Linked DNA regions of Mus musculus: region 2 is linked to region 1. The links are chromatin contacts, called in public HiChIP or PLAC-seq maps. All regions are on one chromosome and are shown on one strand. The core of a region is the stretch at or near the end of the contact, and the rest is flanking DNA. Distances in the headings are between cores, read along the strand shown.

Region 1 (6,076 bases), core at 2,038-4,537:
TAACCATTGACTCATCTCTCTAGCCCTGAATTTTTGAAAAAAAATTGTTTTCAACCTACTGATCGTCAGTAATATACTGTTTTGTGTTGCTAGACAGTGGCAGTAAGCTGTAGCTTCCAGTCAGCCATGCTACCATCAAGGTGAATGACAGATACTCTACACTGCACTATACTATGTTGCCAGCATTTTCTTTGGACAAGTGTGCAATAAATTACTTAAGTTATTCACCACTATCACTAGCTGGACTTTGTGTTAGATAACTTTGTACAACAACAGGCTAATTTAATTGTTTTGAGCAGGTTTAGGGTAGATGAGGCTAAGCTACGCCATGGCTATTCAGCATGTTAGGACCATTAAGCACACCTCAAATTAATAGTTTCTAATTCATAATTGGTTTGTCAGGATATGACTCATTTAAGTTAAAAAACAAAAACAAAACAAAAGAAAATCAAAGGGCACCTGAACTTTGGAGGAAAAGCCCCCCCCCCGACAACCCCCCCCCCCCCACTGAAACTTAGTGTTTTCATTTGAAAACAACTTACAAGAAAATGTTTTTTTTTTAAATTGGGTATTTATTTCATTTACATTTCCAATGCTATCCCAAAGGTCCTCCACTGCTCCCCCACGCACTCCCCCACCCACCCACTCCCACTTCTTGGCCCTGGCGTTCCCTTGTACTGAGGCTTATAAAGTTTGCTTGACCAATGGGCCTCTCTTTCCACTGATGGCCTACTAGGCCATCTTCTGATTCATATGCAGCTAGAGACAAGAGCTCTGGGAGGTACTGGTTAGTTCATAATGTTGTTCCACCTATAGGGTTGCAGATCCCTTTAGCTCCTTGGGTATTTTCTCTAGCTCCTCCATTGGGGGCCTTGTGATCCATCCAATAGCTGACTGTGAGCATCCACTTCTGTGTTTGCCAGGCCCCGGCATAGTCTCACAAGAGACAGCCATATCTGGGTCCTTTCAGCAAAATCTTACTAGTGTATGCAATGGTGTCAGTGTTTGGAAGCTGATTATGGGATGGATCCCCGGATATGGCAGTCTCTAGATGGTCCATCCTTTTGTCTCAGCTCCAAACTTTGTCTCTGTAACTCCTTTCATGGGTGTTTTGTTCCCAATTCTAAGAAGGGGCAAAGTGTCCACACTTTGGTCTTCATTCTTCTTGAGTTTCATGCATTTAGCAAATTGTATCTTATATCTTGGATATTCTAAATTTCTGGGCTAATATCCACTTATCAGTGAGTACATATTGTGTTAGTTCTTTTGTGATTGGGTTACCTCACTTAGCATGATGCCCTCTAGGTCCATCCATTTGCCTAGGAATTTCATAAATTCATTCTTTTTAATAGCTGAGTAGTACTCCATTGTGTAAATGTACCACATGTTCTATATCCATTCCTCTGTTGAGAAAATGTTCTTAATTTATAAAGCAACAACTGAAAATTTTATCAATTTACAATAAAATATATAATACCTTATACTGACTTTTGGGGTGTGGACCCTACTCCTGGTTTGCAGATCTTAGTAATAAGAGTGCTTTAGGCTGTAAATACATATGCATTAGGCAGAAGAGTCCACCATCAGAATGGCCCTCTCCTCATTGCCGGTTGGGTGTGTTTTGTTTAAAGTCTGTTCTTTTCCTGAATGAAGCAAGAGGTTAGTGGTCAGAAACCCATTTCCCAAGTGTATGTGGTGGCATGCATCTGCAATTTCAGCACTCCTGGGACTCAAGGGAGAGAGGTAAAATTGTTCTAGGTCAGCTACATAAAGAGACTTTACCACCACCACCACCAAAAGAAAAAAAACCCTTTCTCCTACCCCTCATCTTCTCTTTCTCTTACATCAGGGTGGTTGAAAGTATGTCTTTGAAAATTTTGAAAGAATGATTCCAATTTTATTTTTGTTCATGTAAATAAAAGTCACTTTTATAAGAACTCTCAGAGTTTTGAGTGTTTTGGTTCTTCCTACCCCCCCCCCCTCCGACTCACCAACCCATCATACTCAGTATTCCTCAACTGTCCTGACCGGTAGCTAATATCTAGAGGGTAAGGAAACAGGCACCTTCTACAGGCATGAAGGAAGTGTAAGAGACAGGAGCTCAACTCATTGCTTTGGATGCTCTGCTGGCTCAAAGTACATTTTGTCTCCTTTCACAGGCAGACAAAGAAAGGATGGAATCCAGAAACATCAAAGTGGTGAACAGTCTTCCTTCAAATACCCACCTCATGTTCAGACATAACTAGGGAGTCAGGCTTGTGCTTTGACTGCCATTGTACTGGTCTCAGAACCATGTCTCTAAAATTTCACCATTCACAAGGCAGAGGCAGGAGGATGGCGAGTTTGAAGAAAACCCGGGCTGCTTAGTGAGACCTGTCTCAAAACCCAACAAGCCAAACAATAAAACTGGATTCCCATGATAGGCACTGGCCACAACTTAAGGTTTAAAGAAGGAAGATGGACACATTTTAAAAGGCTAAAAATTTTAAAGAGTATTCCAAGTGAGCACGAAAGTGTGGCTGGAGAGAACATGTTGGGATGAAAAAGACCACATTCCTGTGTCCGTGTAAGGGCACGGAATAGACTGCGTCAAGACTGCAAACACTTGAGTTTCTCTCAGTAGGTTGCCGTTTTCAGGTGACTCCAGGATCAGCATCAGGTAGTGCTGTCACGATCAGCAGAACAAAGGTCTCATTCTGAATGGTGGCGAACCTATGTAAACGCCCAAGTCTAAGATGGGCCATTTCCCAGTGCCATCTTGTTTTCAGGTTCATTGGAGTTTCTGTGTGTTAGAGGCCACCCTATGTCCTTGCATCACCAAGGGTGCAAACCCAAATGCAGAGTGACCTTGAGCATCCTTCAAATTCCGGGTGGTGCAGCTTCCCGCCCTGCCGTGAGCAAGTCTCTTCTGGAGTTGCAGGTTCTCAGAAAGGCCTTTCCCGAACCCTCCCCTACCTCAAGTCCTCTCCCTACAAACAGCAGGGCCAGGAGGAGCAGCCTTGAGGCTGCCGGGTCTACGCGGGCACTCTAACCGTCGCTACCTCGAGCGGGACGCGCTCCCTCACTGCCCCACCTTCGCGCACACTGTGGGGGGCCACTCCGCCAAAGCAGGTTTGGGATGCCAGCCGCATGGGCCGAGGATGCTCGGTGCCCGCCGCCGATGGGAGGCAGCGTGAGCCCGAAAGAGCCGGGAGGGATCGCGGTGGCAGCGCTCGAGCGCAGCCTCCTCCCGCTCCCACAATGCACAGGGCGGCGGCGGCGGCGGCGGCGGCATCGCGCGCCGCGGAGGAGACAGAGGAGGCTACAGAGACCAGGCCTCTAAGGAGGCGAAGCGGCTGAGGAAACTGAGGGAGCGAGGGGGCGCTGAGGACGCGAGGCGACTGAAGAGACCGCAAGGGCTGTGTGTGTGGACCAGGCGGCTTGGGGAGACTGAGGCGGCGACGGCCGCGGAGGCTGGTACCCGAGTCCCCCGAGCACGCGCCTCGGGCTCACGCGGCCGCCGAGCCCTGGAGGTGATGACTGTCAGGCTCCCGCCCGCCGCTAGCGCCTGACGCGCCCCGCCCCGGCCCGCCCGGGCCCGCCCGCCAGCTTGGCCCGCCCTGCCCGGCCCGGCCCTTCCCCTGCTCCCCGCCCGCCACCGTTTCACCCGCGCGGGCGGCCGCCACGCGAGCTGCGGCCTCCGCCTAGGCGGGGGGCGTCGGCGCTGGGCCCGCCATGGCCGCGTCCGAGCTCTACACCAAGGTAACGCGCGCCGCAGAGCCTTGTCCTGGGGAGGGGTCGCGCGGCCGGGACCGTGGCTGTAGGACCGGCAGGTTCCACCGGACTGCACCCCACTGCCCGGCTGTACCTCCTTGCCCGGCTGTACCTCCCTGCTCTGCCTCCCGAGCCCATTTCGGATGGGATGCTCTTGGGCAGATGCTCGGGCCGCTCTCCCGGGACTCGTGCTTAAAATAACGTCCTGTGCCGGTATGCGCCAGGCAGCAGCCTCTCGGGGAGATTATTTCGGATTCTGCAGTTATGGCCAGTCCGCTTTCACCTTTAGCTGCCGGGTTCTTGCCATTTGCCCTGGGGTGCGGAGCCTGTGGGAAGATGCAGCCCGGAGATGGCGAGCTTATTCTTAGGCTTCTTGGTGCCTGGGAGTTTGCAACCTGCGCGTTATCCCCGAGAGCCTCGTTAGCTCTGTGTCCTCACCCTCCTTTCCGGCGAGCCTTTCCCTTTTGGTCTTCATTTAGGGGAAGTGGCAGCCTTTTCAATCTTAAACCGACGCCCATATTCTCAGGGTCTGGTAATCTCTGAATGGCGTATTTTGGAGAGACTGTTTAGAAAATCTGTGTTGGGCAGTGTGTGGTGTATGCATTCATGGTATCTTATGTTACGGTTTCAATGGATGTTTTGCCAGCTAATGATTATTAAAATTACCTCTAATTCCACTCAACAGAATTGCCTTAACTTTTCAAGTTCATGTTTTTACATTTTTACCAGAATCTCTTTCTTCCCGTCTCTCTCTGTCTCTGCCTTTGTCTCCCTCTCAGGCACGGAGATTGAATGTAAGGGCCTCATGCATACTAGGTAAACCCTTTACAACTGAGCTATATATAGATAGCCCCAGCTTTCTGGACTCTTCTTTTAGCAGTTTGGAATCATCTCTTGCACACGTGACATCAATAAGCCCAGAGCCCAAATTGCAGCCTTGAGGAAAGAAATCTGTACCTTTCCACCCAACTGTGTGACATTTGGCAAACTACATAACCTCTCTGGTTCAGGTTTCTTACTTGTAAATAGAGTGAATTTTATTTGTCCTTTTGTCCTTCCTTACAAGCTGTTGTGAGGATCACATTTAATACTAGTTGTGAAAGCTTTCTGTGACTCTTTTTTTTTTTAAACAAATATGAGGTATATGATTACTTTCTTCCAGCCATGAAATGAAGAGCTTGCATGAACCTGGGACTTTCTTTCTAGCCCTAGATTTAAGAAGTGTACAATTAGAACATTTCTCTAAACCTAGTAATTTTTTTTTTTCAGCATGGCAATTCTATAAGACTATCATTGGAAATTGACTAAAAGTTACCTTCTTAACTTACATAGTACAATTCTAAGTGTTTTGAAATATTAACTCATTTAATCGTTGCAATTTATGTATGAAGTAGATACAAGTAACAATTATGTCACTGTGACGAGCTGTCACATTGTTACATTGTTCTGTCCTGTCTGGCCCCCTACCAGGCCCCTGCTATCAGCCCATCTTGAACCTGGACCTGCTAATTATAGGCTGATAAGCAGAAATTAGGTGGGTGGTAAGTTGCTGGACTTCTAGATCTGTTTGTCCCCTGCCCCCACACAAAATATTTTGTAGGGAAAACTGGGGAAGGTGTTGTCATTTTTAAATAATAAAGTTTTGAGTTTCCATCACAGTGTAATAGAATTCATCTTATAGTCTTCCTAGATACAGACAGATTTAGTCACTGAAACTGAGGTTGGGACTTAAGGGGCTTTTTCCTAAATTTAGATATACCTCAGAATAGCCTGACTCTGTAGTTATTTGTGCACTGATCTGTGAATGGGCCTTAGTTTAATGACAGGAAGGAATATTTATTGAGTGTCCTGTAAACCAAATACTCTGTCTTGTGTTTAGAGTTTCTAACAGTGGACAAGTCATAGCCCTTTCCTCATAGGGCTCACAGTCTGTTTATTATATTCTTGACCCACTTTGAATCTCCAAAGGCATAAATAACCTGCTGTTACCTTAACAACAGGCTGGCAGATGTGTTAGCAGGACATAGGTGATGTCTGGATATGGCAAAGGTTGGACTTATTCTAGAGGAATGATTCTAGAGTAGTAAGTATTAGGAGAGGGAAGGAAACCATTAGAAGAAATGTCAGTATAACCCAAGTGTCTGTCCCTTGCAGATGATTGTAGAGAAGGAAGTGGTGGATAGATTACAAGGAAAAACATGTTACTGACATGGCATAATTGTGATATTCAGCATGTGAGTAAATATGAAAAGTGCCCTTTTAAAAGTTGTCATCAGACCTTTAAGGCAGATTTTGATGTGTGATACAGATCAGCTTCTATTAC
Region 2 (6,076 bases), core at 1,490-3,989, 37 kb after region 1:
AAAATGATAGGAAGATGTGAGTTCTTTTCTTAATTGTTCATTGAGATTGTTCTTGTTGTATCATAAGCATTAGGAAGCATTGTGAAGCATTATCCTGTGCTAATTGTAAGTTTAAACGTGATTCTGTTGTTTGTTCAATGACTTTTGGACTAACTCAGACTTTATTGTTGAACAAGGAATTTTTTTAATAACAGTAATGAAGCACTTTGTAAGACTTTAATACAGTCAGTACTTCTACTGTCCTAATCAAAGCTTTGTGATGACAGCACAATTCCTTATTTATTGCAATTCAGTTCTACTGTTAATTAATATATTCATTTAGGATTTTGTAATTTATCTTTAAATATCACTGACTAATTTCTATTGTAAATAGAAAGGATAATTTTTCTTGGTATGTATGTTAAAGATGTTCTTACAAAGTGAGATGTAGTTCCAAAAATAATCTACAGAAATATTAAATAACCTCAGTGCCTAAAAATAATCATTCCAAGCCGGGCGTGGTGGCGCACGCCCTTAATCCCAGCATTTGGGAGGCAGAGGCAGGCGGATTTCTGAGTTCGAGGCCAGCTTGGTCTACAAAGTGAGTGCCAGGACAGCCCGGGCTACATAGAGAAACCCTGTCTCGAAAAACCAAAAAAAAAAAAAAAAAAATCATTCCAAACTTTTTTATCTAACACTAAAATCCTAGAGAAATAAAATCATCTGACTTTTGCTACCTTAGTATGATTTTTATGACTCTCCATTAATTTTATAGTTCTTGTTTTTCTTATAACTTTAAAAGAATTACAATTATAATGCTTAGTAGAAGTTGACTTGAATTTTGGTGTGTGTGGGTGTGTGTGTAAGACAGGGTCACATGTACCACGGGCTGACTGGCCTCAACCTCACTGAGTATTGGAGGCTGACCTTGCACTTCTGTGCTCTTGTCTCCACCAATGCTTGTGTTACTAATGTGTCCCATTTATGGGTGATTTTGATTCAAGCCTGGGCTTCCTGCATGTTATACAAATGCTCTGTCTGTCAAGCTAGCTACATTCCCCGCTAAGAGTCAACTTATTTACTTATTTGGGGGGCAGGAACTTTACTGGTGGTAGTTTAACTAGAAACATAGATACTTACCATATCACCAGGTTCTCCTGCTTGATGGATCTCTGAACTGGGGTTAGTTTAGGGTCAAGACCAGTAGCTGGTTTATTAGGGCACCACCCACACAATCAGATGATCCTCCCTCACATTAATCCTGGGAGCCTGACTTACTTTTAAACTATGCACATTTTATTGTACAAGCAAAATAATTTCAAGAATTATAAAAAAATTTTAAACCAACCCATTATTTTGTTCATTTAGAGAAGTTCATGGATCAGAACTTACCTGTTTGTTAAGTTTTAGTCCTTAATGCCAGCTATCTTCTCACTGGTGCTGTTTTTCCCTGACAGACTCACCCTGAGGTTCTAGCCAGTCAGAGCACTGGAGCAGGAAGGATGCCAGGTAGATGGGTGTGGTTTTGACATGTTGTCTTAGGTGAAATATTCCTAAATTATGCCTGGGCATATGAATCACATTAGTAACTGTTTCAGTTATGATGCTAATAATAATTTGGGAAGAAGAAATTGATCTCTATTTTTAACAAGAGGTACATGTTGAGTGGAAAGTTTTTACCATAGACACATTCAAAAACCATTTTTTAACCACATTTATGCTCTGTTTCAGTATGTGTTAATAACGGGGTTATTGTAATGATTTGGGTAAACTTATTTATGTAAAATCCCTGAGTACACAGAAAATGCTCAATAATTACAGCTTCATTTCTTCAAAGATCTGTGATAAATTTTGTTAGAGTTGTTATTGCTATTTAGCTTATCATCATTTCTACCCAGGTGTGATGAGTACATGACCAGAGTTCATGAAAGATTATTAAGGGCAGGGCTTGTGTAAAATTCCAGAGAGGCAAAGGTGAAAAAGACATACTTCCTTTCAAGGAGCTCACAGTCTCTAGATTGGGATAAGTCATCAAGTAGTGGAATGAAAAGCTTAGTTGAAGACTGTATGAGATACAGGAAACATTGAGAATGAAGTGCCAAGTGACAGGTAAGGAAAGGCACTGAGGACAGATCAGAAGGGTAAATGGTGTCCTACTGGTTGGAAATAGAGGAGCGGTGATCCAAATGGAGGAAAGAACTGAAGCAAAGGCATAGACATGTGACCCAGCATGGCCCTTCAGGGTACAGCAAATATAGACTGACATGAGTGGAGAACAGTGAAGTGAAACAGCAGGAGGAGTGCTGAAGAGGCTGTTCTGTTGAGGGGTTCAGAACAATCACTGCTACTCTGTTTCTGAGCCTGAGAGATAGCTATATGATGGTTTGTTGTATCACTGTGTGTATGTGTATACATACATTTATCTTCTCTTGTATGTATATTTCATAATGTTTTTAAATTACATATACAATTACTAAGTGTGACATTTTTCAAGATTTTCTAGGTCTTTTTGTTTTAATATTTCCCTATTTACTTTGGAAACCTGTTGTGTACATTTTAAAATAACAGCTCTGGAATATTTTATCCCAGACATTCCATAATTGTGAGTAGTCATGTAGAATGACATTAATTTGTCCAGTTCAGAGGAGTGGACACTGGTGATAATTTCTGTCTTCAGCTCATGGCTCAGAGGGACACACACACACTGGATGTGTTGAAATCATACAAAGTCATTTTGCAAACATTCACAATGGATAAACGCACCAACACAAATCAGATGCTGATGACTTAATGTGGAATGTAGGAAGATGCTCACATACTATGTGAATTGGACAGCATATGAAAGAATTCAGGGGGACAGAGAAGATCATGTGAGTCAGGTTTGTTGGGTTTCAAGAGTTGGCTGGTTCTTGCTAATGCTGTTGGTTTTGTTCCCAAAAGTCTGAGGCACCAGAAACACAGCTGCTTTTGGTGTTCCTTCTTCAGGCTTCCTTGACTAACAAAGTGCAAGTTAGCACAACTTCAGCGAGTCATTTGCACTAATCACGGATCTCTTCAGTATTGTCATTGTGGCAGAAAACAAAAAGAAGACTGGTGCTTCCTTATTAAGCAGGGAGAGATGTATCTCCCGAGAAGGTGCAAGGATTATACTGCATGAGGTGGCATGGTCTAGTGCCCCTCTCTAGTGCATACCAGAGCAAGCATGTCCCTGGAGCCTGCCTTTCTAGTGCACTTGCATTAGACTGTCAGAATTACCTTATTACTACCAGGCAGATCAATTACGTTGTATTGTGACAATTACAGATAACTTTCATTTTCCTTGCAAGCTATATTATGCAACTTAAATCTATGCTAACATTTTTTCAGATTTTGTAAATTACAAAGTTTAGCCTATCATTTTATCCCTAATCTCATCTCTTACTTCAATGTTAGTTCTTATTTAAGTTCAAGTGAATCCAATTATCACAGTTCTGATGTGTTCCTATTTTTATTTTTTAAAAAATATTTATTTATCTTACAGTCCTGGGGATTGAACCCAGGGTTCACCCCCAGGTACTTGCATGCTAGGCAAGTACTCTACCACTGAACCAGACTGTCTGTATTTTAATTTGACCCTTTTAAAGCTTTTTCTCATTCCTTCATCTTATACAGATTTGTTGTGGACTTTTTAATTGTTGCTTTGCTTTATTCATAGTTTTTATCTCAAATCCCAAACCCTTGTTTTTCTTCTCCTACCAGTTCCTATCATTGTTTACTTTCTTGCTTACCACATTATTAATCTCTCTACTTTGAGTACTTAACTTATGTCCCATCTCAAACATGCTTTGTGGCTTTACACCTTGATGTGGCCCTAGAGAGAACCTTGAGTTAAACCTGTAGAGTTACCTTTCCTGCTTCCTCTCAACCCAGCCTTTTCATCTCGTGTCCTTTGATCTTCAATAAAATCAACATGTGTGTTGCCCATCAGTTGGCTCAAGGAGCTTGGCCAGCCATCAAGGTATTTGAAGATGATATTGAAGGAGTAAAGAGTCTAATGTTGAAGGTAGATTGGTCCATAGCAGGTGTCTGGCCTGTTTCTAATGGCTGCTGGATTCTCACTGCTCTGTTGTATTGGAGTTTTCCCTGTGATCTAGAGGCCTTGTCTTTTTGCCTTGTTTCTCTTGAGCTATGTGTGGGATGTAACTGGATTAGTTTAGTTCTGTTCCTTTGCATTTTCATTGCATTTGCATTGGGTCCTGGGGAAGGAGTAGAAGGTAGTGTGAGCAATAACAGAGGCACGTTATGTTAGGATAAAAGTTTGCTTCTAACTATTATGGAGAAAAAGCATTAGGAGGCAATAGTAAGAACATACAGGATTCATAGCTGTTTCTTTTTCTCCTTGGATACTTTCTTAAGCTGTGGTAGTAAGGTGAGAGAAGTGATTATCAGAAAAACTTGTATAAATGTCTTGCTTCAGGTGTAGGTGAGTGGGTGTGTTATTGCCGTGCTCTGGGAAGTGCAGCTTTTGACAAGTACTCATTGCAAAGCCCTGTGGATATCTGAGTTGCTAACATGAAGGTACGTCTTTAAAATATCCTAGGCATGGCCAGCCATTCCTTTATAGGCTTCCTCGATTTGTTTAAATTTAATGTGTTTTCATCAGTTAAGAAAGTATTAATTAGGTCATTTCAAGGCTTTGAATATTACATGTATATGGTTGGTTTTTTTTTTTCTGGAACTAGTAGATTGTTTCAGAGAAAATTACAAAAATATTAACTTTGTAAAGTAAGAGGTGGAGACTGTAATAAATGCTTTTCTATTGTTGTGTTAAAGCACTCTGACCACAGCAACTTATAAAGGAAAAAGTCTAATTGGGTTCCAGAGGGTTGGAGTTCATGATGGGGCAGTGAAGGCATGGTGAAAGGCGGCCAGAGCAGCAGCTAAGAGCCCTATATATTTTTTTAAAGATTATTTATTTTATGTATGTGAGTGTACTGTGGTTGTCTTCAGACAAACCAGAAGAGGCCATCAGATTCCATTACAGATGGTTGTGAGCCACCATGTGGTTGTAGGGAATTGGACATGGGTCCTCTGGAAGAGCAACCATCTCTCCAGCCCAAGAGCTCATATTTTGATCCTCAAGCACAGTGCAGCGAGAGCATACTGAGAAAGGCACAAACCTTTTGAAACTCCAAAGTCCACCCCTAATGAAACATTTCTTCCAATAAGGTCATACCTAACCCTTCCCAAACAGTTCCACCAACTGGGAACCAAGTATTCAAACATATGAGCCTCTGGGGGCCATCCTCTTTCTAACTACCACAGAACAGTTTCATAGAAATGCCTGTTGAATTAGCAATTTTAATTATATTTCTCAGTTTATAGATCATGTGCCAGAGAAAAAGTTATGAAACAAATTTCAGTAAAAACATTTGATATATGACATTAGAAATCACTTCCTGTGATTTCTAATCGTACCTGGACTGGTACATTGTTGGTATTTTAATTGCATTTTGACAAAGTTTCTGTGTGTATAATTCTAAAAACAGAGACTGTTGTTACTATAATCTTTATTTTATAGTTGTCAGAAATAAAGTCTAAGACAAGTATGGTGGCTAGATTAGAACCTATAATTATAATATAATATGGTACAATATAGTTCTAACATCATACTCTGTCATACTAAAAATATTTCAACACACTGTTGCTAATTGTTCACATTAAAAGTTTAATGAAAAAAGTTTTAATGATTTTTTAATGATAAAAAAAATGAAACAATTGGATGAGTTTTAATCTGTACAGAATATACTGGAGGTGTTGTTGTTGTCCCTCCTTTATTTTTTCTTTTTTTTTTTCTTTCTTTTTAAAGACTTTTAAAAGAATTTTTTGCTGTTGTTCTCACTAGCCTGAAATTCACTTTGTAGCCCAAAATGACCTTAAATTCACACCAATCCTCCTTCCTTGGCCTCGTAAGCACTCAGGTTCCCTGAATGTGCCACTACACCTAGCTTTCCAAACATGACCAACCATAGACATAGCTGTTTGGGAAGTTCTACATTATGTCATAGCAGTGTCCTAAAAAGAAGGTACCAAGGTTAATATACTGTCTAGTGCAGGA

The links. HiChIP or PLAC-seq counts read pairs in DNA pulled down with a chosen protein or histone mark.
Region 2: an H3K4me3 HiChIP or PLAC-seq map of bone marrow-derived macrophages shows a contact between it and region 1, with 3 times the contacts expected there. The contact joins the enhancer-like site here to the promoter of Myo5a in region 1. A contact is called at or near these places in 6 of 39 promoter capture datasets (the 3T3-L1 cell line, 3T3-L1-derived adipocytes, the C10 cell line and 3 more), 2 of 15 datasets of contacts at CTCF or cohesin (CD8 T cells and the NIH/3T3 cell line), 12 of 484 Hi-C or Micro-C datasets (the G1E-ER4 cell line, LSK cells, Th1 cells and 6 more), 10 of 115 datasets of contacts at active chromatin or transcription factors (CD8 T cells, the HPC-7 cell line, the SCID.adh cell line and 5 more) and 4 of 9 other capture datasets (adipose tissue, embryonic stem cells, liver and 1 more).

The regions. Positions count from the first base shown.
Region 1 is chr9:75,067,919-75,073,994 of GRCm38.p6, forward strand. Myo5a (myosin VA) reads left to right here and starts at 3,288. Exons shown (of 41, transcript NM_010864.2): 1 at 3,288-3,741. The coding sequence starts at 3,715.
Region 2 is chr9:75,105,437-75,111,512 of GRCm38.p6, forward strand. All of the region lies in intron 1 of Myo5a (myosin VA), which reads left to right. Among named protein-coding and RNA genes, the nearest start is that of Myo5a, 37 kb to the left of the region's middle. Within about 2 kb of position 2,740, at least 17 of the 459 cell types and tissues checked have an H3K27ac peak or open chromatin away from gene starts, as enhancers often do. A contact at or near this core is called in the NIH/3T3 cell line and bone marrow-derived macrophages, where this site is marked.